2 separate regions of the Sus scrofa genome follow, and region 1 is linked to region 2. Evidence: chromatin contacts called from public Hi-C data. All regions are on one chromosome and are shown on one strand. Each heading gives the region's core, a stretch centred on a gene start, on an enhancer-like site or on the middle of the called end of the contact. The rest is flanking DNA. Distances are from core to core; before and after follow the strand shown. Region 1 overlaps PTH1R (parathyroid hormone 1 receptor). Region 2 has its middle 6.7 kb from the start of MYL3.

The links. A called contact is a pair of places that touch in the nucleus more often than the background predicts.
Region 1: a contact with region 2 is called in a Hi-C map of fetal liver, with 1.7 times the contacts expected there. The contact joins two enhancer-like sites. A contact is called at or near these places in 21 of 47 Hi-C or Micro-C datasets (alveolar macrophages, blood, embryonic fibroblasts and 11 more) and 1 of 2 datasets of contacts at active chromatin or transcription factors (skeletal muscle).

What each region holds. Positions count from the first base shown.
Region 1 is chr13:29,773,112-29,777,416 of Sscrofa11.1, forward strand. It overlaps PTH1R (parathyroid hormone 1 receptor), which reads left to right. Exons shown (of 15, transcript NM_214382.1): 12 at 223-317; 13 at 954-1,095; 14 at 1,203-1,244; 15 at 1,738-2,250. The coding sequence ends at 2,115. Among named protein-coding and RNA genes, the nearest start is that of PTH1R, 25 kb to the left of the region's middle. Within about 2 kb of position 2,395, at least 1 of the 83 cell types and tissues checked has an H3K27ac peak or open chromatin away from gene starts, as enhancers often do. A contact at or near this core is called in fetal liver, where this site is marked.
Region 2 is chr13:29,739,959-29,744,729 of Sscrofa11.1, forward strand. No RefSeq gene overlaps it. Among named protein-coding and RNA genes, the nearest start is that of MYL3, 6.7 kb to the left of the region's middle. Within about 2 kb of position 1,948, at least 5 of the 83 cell types and tissues checked have an H3K27ac peak or open chromatin away from gene starts, as enhancers often do. A contact at or near this core is called in fetal liver, where this site is marked.

The sequences.
Region 1 (4,305 bases), core at 1,145-3,644, 34 kb after region 2:
ATCCTCTGAAAAGGACCTATAGAGGGTTCCCTGGACCCCAAGGTTGGAGCTGTAAGGTCTCAAAGCAGCTGATCCCCACCCTGTTCCAGATGGGGAAACTAAGGGCCAAAGGAGCCACCTGGAGATGCAGTGGCAAAGCAGAGCCTGGCCAAAGCCATGGGTCCCAGAGTCCTTGCCCCACCCTGCTGAGTCTTGAGACTCAGCCCTCCCTCACTCCCACAGCTCAACTTCATCCTCTTCATCAACATTGTCCGGGTCCTTGCCACCAAGCTGCGGGAGACCAACGCCGGCCGGTGTGACACGCGGCAGCAGTACCGGTGAGCCACACCCGCTGTGCCCAGGCTCCTCAGAGTTTGGGAGCATGTACAAAAGCAGAGGCCCCAAGAATGAGCCTGTCTCAAGTCAAGAACTTAACTCCTGACTCCCTGGCTGGCCCTGCCAGCAGTGGTGGGATCCTGCTTGGCTTCTGGAGGTCCCCGGGACACCCCAGAGCCAGCCTAGGCCACTTGGTGCCAGGCCTTGCACTAAAGCTGGGGTCTGTGAGGGCAGGACAAACCCAGTTTTCTCCTTAGGGAGCTGTCCAAGGGACAGGTGGGCAGTGGGTGGCCTTGAGAATATGGAAGTTTGGCTGAAACCTGAGGAGGGGCTGTGGGATACCAGGGTAAGGCCACAGGAGACTGAGTAAATGTCAGTAGAGGGAACAGAGGGTGCCTGAGACAGAGCTATATAATTTATGGTCCACTCTGGGACACTTCAGAATCTAGGGGCCCTATTAACACACTGCTGAGACAACAAAGTATCACTGGCTCAGGTGAAATGGTCTGTCTCCCACTGGCCACCCGCGCCTCGGGACTTTTAGTGGCTTCTGGAGCCTGAAGTGGGTAGGTGGGGTTGCACAGTGCCTGTTGAGGGGGAAGTGGCTCCACACTGACCCGCCTGCCCCACTGGCCCAGGAAGCTGCTCAAATCCACACTGGTGCTCATGCCGCTCTTTGGCGTCCATTACATCGTCTTCATGGCTACGCCATACACTGAGGTCTCAGGGACGCTCTGGCAAGTCCAGATGCACTACGAGATGCTCTTCAACTCCTTCCAGGTGAGCAGCCCTTGCTGAGGGTGGGAGAAGTGGGCAGGGTGGGGAGGCAGCTTCCACCCTCACCAGATGCAGCTCTGGGCCCTGACCCAGTACCCTCTCTCTAACAGGGATTTTTTGTTGCCATCATATACTGTTTCTGCAACGGCGAGGTAAGTGGTGGGCTGCACTGGGTGAGGCAGGGAGGATGCAGAAGTGTCAGGGGGTTCCTAAGTCCTGTTCCTTCATTCTTCTGCCTAGTTCTTTCTTTGTTCCTCTAAGAACATCTCTAAGGATGTTCTGAAGGCAGAGAGAAGTCTTTCCAGATGATTCAGGCTCAGGATGTGCTAGGGTTTGTGGGCATAGCCAAGCGTCTTCCCGATCCCATGTTTGAATTGTCTGTCATCCAGACTGAACACTCGGCACCCTTGGGGCCATTTGAGCCTTCTAGATTCTGGGTGTGTCAATTGCTTACAGCCAGGCACCATGTTCTGTGAATGACGGGATTTTTCTTGGCCTTGGAAATTTCTAGTAATGCCCTGTGCCTCTGTTTCCATCCATGCTGAGTGTTGTAGGACCAGGGATGGGGTCACTGCTGGGGTTGGGGACATGTGGCAGAGAGGTGAGGGGCACCTCTGACCACCCACCCGCCTGCTGCCATCCCAGGTACAGGCTGAAATCAAGAAATCCTGGAGCCGCTGGACATTGGCACTGGACTTTAAGCGCAAGGCACGTAGTGGGAGCAGCAGCTACAGCTATGGTCCGATGGTGTCTCACACGAGTGTGACCAATGTGGGGCCCCGCACGGGACTTGGCCTGCCCCTCAGCCCCCGCCTGCTGCCTGCCGCCACCACCAATGGCCACCCCCAGCTGCCCTGCCACACCAAGCCAGAGACCCCAGCTCTCCAGACCACACCCCCTGTCGTGGCCGCTCCTAAGGACGATGGGTTCCTCAACGGCTCCTGCTCAGGGTTGGATGAGGAGGCCTCTGCACCAGAGAGGCCATCTGTTCTGCTGCAGGAGGAGTGGGAGACAGTCATGTGATCGGGGACCCAAGGGTTGGACCTGTGGACATAAGGGTGGACAGGCTGACCAAGAGACACGTGGTTGGACAGTTGCCTACTTAGGGCTGGGAGCTGGAGGACAAAACAGGAAAAAAAGAAAATGAAAAAAAAAAAAGGAAAAGGAAGCAGTGTGTGGCTTCCTGTGGCCGGAACTGGGGATTCATTCCAGGAGGGGAGGGCCTGGGAGCCATGGAGGAAGTCTTGGTCCCACCTCAGAAGGGGGTCTAGGAAACAAAGGTCAGTCCCTGGGGGTCAGGGCAGAGTCCAGCAGAAAGGTCCTGGGAAAGGCCACTGTCTAGGCTTAGAGAAGCTCAGGACTGCTGGGGTCACATAGTGCCCCACTGGACCCACGAAGGAATAGGGCCCCAGCCTTTTCCTGCCTCCACTTGCCAACTCGACTGTTCCCTGCACTTGTACCCAGGCTCCATGGGGGACTCAAGCTGCTTCTGGCCCAGCTCCTCTGGGCTATCTTTCCTCCTGCTAGCCCTTAGTCACAGTCACCCAGGACTGACAGCAGATCCCTTGGGTTCTTGGGCACACCCCCAAGCCTTGGACCCTGCTACAGGCCCTTCCTGCCTGTCTAGTGGCCACACTGTGCACGCAAGGGAGCCTTCCAAAGTGATCCTAGCCCTTACCCTGGACCTGACACACCTCTAGCAATCAGACAGAGGGTACAGGGCAGCGCCAAGTGGCCTGGGGTCTTTGCTGTGGCTCAGGAATTGTGGGGGAGCCAGAGGTCTGAGCCCAGAGGCTGGCTTGGCTGGGTATCTGAAAGACTTGGGGAGTTCCCGTCGTGGCGCAGTGGTTAACGAATCCGACTAGGAACCATGAGGTTGCGGGTTCGGTCCCTGCCCTTGCTCAGTGGGTTAACGATCCGGCGTTGCCGTGAGCTGTGGTGTAGGTCGCAGACGCGGCTCGGATCCCGCGTTGCTGTGGCTCTGGCGTAGGCCAGTGGCTACAGCTCCGATTCAACCCCTAGCCTGGGAACCTCCATATGCCGCGGGAGCGGCCCAAGAAATAGCAACAACAGCAACAACAACAACAGACAAAAAAGACAAAAGACAAAAAAAAAAAAAAAAAAAAAAAGACTTGGCATGTCCACTCACTAGGGATCCACTAGTGACTAGGTGGTCACTAGCATCCCCACCTGACACCCACTCACCACATTTCTTGCTCTCTCAGCTCCTGCCCACGCGTCTTGGGCTCTAGAATGGCACAGGCCCTCCTCAGCCTGACACTCTTAGAACTGACCCAACTGCATCTCCACCCCGTATTCTGGCCAGAGCAAACTACTTGCTCAAACCTGAAGATGGCCCCATCACTGGGCCTTTGCATAAGCCAGTGCCCCTGCCCGGTACTTCCTTCTACGTCCAGCTTAAACGCTTGTTCTTCTCCATGAACTCAGGATCTTGGAAGTGCTCCCCATCTCCAACACCCCCAGTCCCCCACCTCCACTAAGGGCCAGGAGAGTGGTCATGAGGCTAGGACCACAAACTCACTTAGGTGGTGGGTGCTATGAGCATATTCAGAGCAGCCTCAGGTCCAGCGCACCTGCCATTCTAGATGGTGGGCAGGGCACACACCTGTCCAAAGGCCTGGTGCACTCGTGGTGCTCCACGTGACATGACCTACTTGGAATGGTGTGAGAGGCACAGAGCAGGACCTGGAGGCTGCTAAGCCAGGCTGGGCATCAAGGGTTCCCGTGAATGCTGCGAGTCATCAGATGTTCTAGAGGGAGTGCAACAAGGTCTGAGCAACATACTCCTATGTAGAGACCAGAGGAGGTTACACAGGGGTCAAGGGAGCAGTAGCCTTGTGCGGGCTGGTGGCTAGGCTGGGGGATGGGGATGGGGGTGGGATGTGCTTTTGTCAGGCAGGATCCTGGATGAGGCACTGGCTGGGGGAAGGAGACCTAAGTTCCCCTAGTCATCCCCCAACCCCCAGGGGAGTCTGATGTCCCTCTCCAGAGCCCAGCCACAGGACCTCCAGACCACTGGGCCTTTGGAGCAACTCTTCCCACCCATCCCACAGAAAGAGTAATTGAGGTCCCCAGCTGGCAGGGCCCCAGGGTCCCATCTTCCAGCCAAGACTCCTCCTTAGGAGGCTTCTGAAGTAGAATCCACGAGACCTACTCATCCTGAAACACTCATACTGGGTACCTCTAGGACAG
Region 2 (4,771 bases), core at 698-3,197:
TCTGGGCTGGGACGCAGGCCCAAACTTCCCGGAGGAGTCGAGAACGCGGCCTGGGCCAGACCCAGAGCCTTAGAAGTAGGTCAAATGTTGCTGTGCAGCAGGTCCTAGGGACCCCATCTGGGCGTGGGTAGACCTGTGGGCTGCAGCTCCTCCTCCAGGAGACACATGTGTTTCCACATAGATGTGACCTCACCATGCACGATAGGTGCCTGCAAATACAGATCCTACACAGAGCTCCTAGTCCTTGCCCAGCTGCACAGATAAGGGGACCAGGGCCCAAGAGGGGCGGGAGGCTGCCCAGTAACTCTGGCTAGAGGTGGCACGAGGCAGCCACGAGGACCCAGAGAAGGAGAGGAATTTCTGCGCCATCCCACGCCCCTGGAGCCTTGGGTGAAAGTCTGACTCCAAGGAGGACTTCCCAGCAGGGCTGCTCTGCCACCAACAGGATGTGGCCTGCTTCCCGGAGGCACAGCCCCAGGCCTTAAAAGATGGGAAGGAGTAGCCAAGGGGGAGGCCGGAGACTCCTCATGCTCTTGTGACCCAGGCTGGTCCTGGCTCCCCTTGACCTCAGTTTCCCCATCTGTACAATGGCCATGGGTGGGGCAAGGTGATCCTGGGTTCAAAGGCCAGTCATGGCCCCGAGCAGTGACAAGCCCATCCTTGCCACCCCCAAGCCACACACAGACAACTCTGTCCTCAGCAGGCCAAACACACCCCTCAGGCCCCTCCCTCTGCCCACTGTGCTGACGGGGACCAGATGCTCCAACCTTGTGGTTCTGGGGGTGGGGGTGGCAGGGCCCAGCGGGCTGGCAGGCAAGCCCTGGGTTTGGCCCAGGGACCTATAATCAGCTCCTGCCCCTCTGATCCCGTCCCAGGACTGACGCTTGGGGCTGTGGTGTCCTGGCCGGCTGTGACCACGGCCGCTATATTTGGGAGCCCAATTGAGGATGAGGGAGGGGTGGGCAGGCAGGAGCCTCCAGGGACCAGGGCCTCACAGGGGACAGGGTGGGGAACACTGTTGGCCAGGCTTGGTCTCTTATGGAAGGAAGGCACAGCCTTGGCTTTGGGGGCCCAGTCAGAGGGGCAGTCTCTGCTCTTAGGGGCCTGGCCTGGGGTGGCAATCGCCCTGCCCTCAATGGCTGGTATAAGGAGGTAGAATGAAAATCTGAGTGCATGGGAAGGGGACGGGGTGCTGACAAAATGGATGGGAGTGGCTAAAAGGCTCTCAAGAGATGAGGTTTGGGATAGAGGGGTCTGAGATGGGAGGGATGGGGGGTGCCATCATGCTGGGCAAAGCGACGGAGAAAACAAAAGCCTGGGGCCAGGGTCCAAGGAAGGGAGTGAGGTGCAGCCCTAGCCCTGGCCCCCCAGTTCTGCCTGCTGGTCTAGCTTCCAAAGGGGCCTAGCATCTCCCCCAGCACGGCCTGCGGCCTCCCTGAACTGCCCTGGACATTCCCCACTGCTGGGCCAAACCCTGTACTCTCCCACCAGCAGTTTCCCAAAGAGCAAATATTTATTGTCCTTGGAAGAAAAAAAAAGAGTCCCCTTTTAGGATCAGGGTCTGGGAGCTGCTACTGAAGCTTGCAGGGGCATAGCAGCGGCCCCAGATGACCAGAAGCCCCACCTAGAGGCTGAGGGCGGAGGAAGGAGGATGAGCGGGCCTTGGAGGAGAGGAGCCATGGCTGCCCCAGGCTGCTGGGTAGGGCCCCTGCCCTGGCCTCTTTCTCCCCAAGATGTCCCCACAGTAGATTTAAGGGTGCACAGACTGTGTCCCCATAGTACGAGGTATGAATGTGTGTGTGAGCGCATAGACATGGGCAGTGTGGGTATGAGGATAGGAAGACACGTGTGATCATGTGGACGTGTGTCATCTTGTGCGTTCACGTGTGTCCGTGAGACTGTGACCCATGTGTGTAGGCGCATGTCCGGGTGCTCCTGGCTCTGTGTGCGTGTCCATCTGGGAGCCTGTTCATCTGCTGGCTTGGGGCGGGGCAGGGGCATGTGGACACAACCTCTGTTGAATGGCCAATTCAGTCAAAAATGCAAGTAAATTTAGCAGGGGAAAAAAAAACCCGTCAGTCAGACGAGAAGTCTGAATTGGGTGGTTGTTTGACTGGATGGACCAACTGTCTCAGGCAAACAGTTCACGCTGGCTGGGAGGAGGAACCAGCTCCCCTGGGCCATCATGGAGAAACTGGAGACGGGACCCCGACCTTGGCAGAGATGAGACACAGATCCTGGGATGGAGACAGAGGCGAGGACAGATTCAGAAAGAGAGGAAGGAGGCTTGTTGAGGTGGGCCAGGGACAAAGAGGGTGCCCAGGGCAGGAGGCAGCCTCCCAGAGCCTACAGTCAACGTGCGTGCGTGCAGTTCTCTGACCCCCAACCTCAGCCCCGAGCTGAGTATAAGGCAGATTCATCCTTAGCTCTCACTCACCCTGAAACGGCCCAAGATGGACAAGAAGGGAGCACCAGACCAGGATGCAGGAAGAGACGGTGGGTATAGGCAGCATGACATGGGGACAGTGACAGGAATGAAAAATAGTGCAGGGGACAAGGATGGCACTGGTGAAAGTGAAGGCAGGAGGGTGACAAGGAATGACTATGGTGACTATAGCAGAAGAGGCAATGGCTGGCTGGGAGGGCCTCCCTCCCTGTCCCCTTGCAGACCGCACCTAGCTGAGGTGGCCCCAGCAGACCCAGGCCTGTCCCCAGCCCACCCCACCCAGCACCAGCTGTGTCCTTGCCTCCACTGGCCACACAAATACTCTCTGTGGCTCAGGGTGTGGAGCTGCATTAAAAATGGCCCAAGCCCCCAGCCAGGAATAGTTAGGGTCAATTACTGTACCTGCCTATGTGGATATTTATATATCTGCTCACCCACCCAGTGTATTTATGTCTAAAGCACAACACATATGTATGCGTGCACATACACACACACTTGGAGAATACCCCAGGCAGGCTAACCCATCCCCACAGTGCGTCTGTGTTTGTCTGGAGACAGCCACTGATCCCAGGACCCACTCCACCCCCGCCCCGCCAACATCACCTGGTCCCTTTCTACCAACACTCACACTGAAGTGTGTATGTGCACCCATGCACACATACACACCCATAAACTCACACTCAGGAACCCGCCCACAAGTGCTTGAACCAAGAACAGACACACTCCTATGCACACATGTTTAAACACAAACCCTTACACTCTACAGATGCCTTGCACACACCTTCATTCACATAGGCACATGCACTTTGCTCACACATGCCCTTTGCATGCATATGTACACATATTCACGTATGTTTTCATGGACACACCCCTAACACATCACGCTTTAAGCCCATGGATAGAAAGAGCTCTGGGTGGGAATTAGGAGCACTGGGAAGGAGGAGAGAGGCCGAGGACAAGAGAAATCAGGGAACCATAGCAGGCCTGCCTGGAAAGGTTTGTGCGGCAGTAGAGCACATGCATGTGTGAATTTGAATGTGTGTGTCCAAGATTCTGAGACCTTTCTACTGTCTCCTCCCCAAGCCCCCTGCAGGGCCATCCCCACCCCCACCCTGTTTGAAGAGGGGAAAGAGAGGTCAGAGTACAGCAGCTGGGCCTGGGGAGGTCAGCGTCCCCAGGTTTAGGACTTGTAAGCCTTAGCATCTGTGTTGTTCTTGGAACACCCAGGCCCGATAAGGACTGGGGTCAGAGCTTGGCTCTCGTGGGAAAGGACTCTCTGGAAGTCTCCCGACCCATTCCTTTCCCAGATGTTGGACCCCAGAGCAGGCAGAGGGCAGGCAAAGGGGGTGGCTGCGGGACCGGCGAGGCCTCATAGGCTTGAGGGCCTCATAGGATTGAGGGCTGGAGAGGGACAACAACAGATTCAGACCCACAGATGCCCAGGAATGTGCAGTGACCCCTCAAACAAGCCCATGGACCTCCAAGCACAGAGTCTGAAGCAGATAGAAATGGAAGATACCAGGCACCCAGCTCTCTGCAAAATCCAGACCTGAGATCTTACAAGGTTCTGGAGTCGCAGATAATGGTCAGAGACTCTGTGTCTCAGAAGTCTGTAGCTGGACTGGATGGAGAGAGACCATTTTGGGGAGACAGTTGGAGAGTTGGGGACATCAAAACACCATGTCCCATCCAAAGGAGATCCAGGTGCTGGTCCTGAAATGGGTTATCCAGGCCAGCAGGAGACCCAGTTCTGGTCCTGGACCCATCACTGTCTCCTGGAGGCTCTTTCCCTCTGGAGACCTCAGTGTTCAACACCTGTTCAATGGGGTGGGGTCTTGGATCAGCTCAACAGACACACAGTCTCCCCAGGATAGTCAGTTTGAGACCTCTTTGGACTTGAGTATCCTCCTTCCCCCACTTGCACCAACCTTTGCCCTCTGCCCAGATCTCAGTGCCCTGGAGAAGCCTGGAGCTTAGAGCTTAGAGCCAAGTCAACAAGGGAACAATTGGCTGGAATTCTGCATGAATACAGGGCTCACCCAAGGCTGCAGATAAGCAAGGCGGGGCTGGGGAATTCCTGTGCCCCTGAGCACAAGCCCTATTTCTCTGAAACGAGGCCAAGCCTTCAGGAGTCCTGGTCTAAGGGGATAAGCAGGAACCTCGCTGGTGGCTATAGCAGGCTTCTCCCCTAGCCCACCCCGACCTAGTATGTTCACAGTTTCCTGCCTGGCCAATAGCCCTCAACACCTTCAAAACCTGTTGCCTGAACTTTGGATCTCCCCATCACCACTGTCCCACTAAGAACAGAAGCCACAGGGATACTGG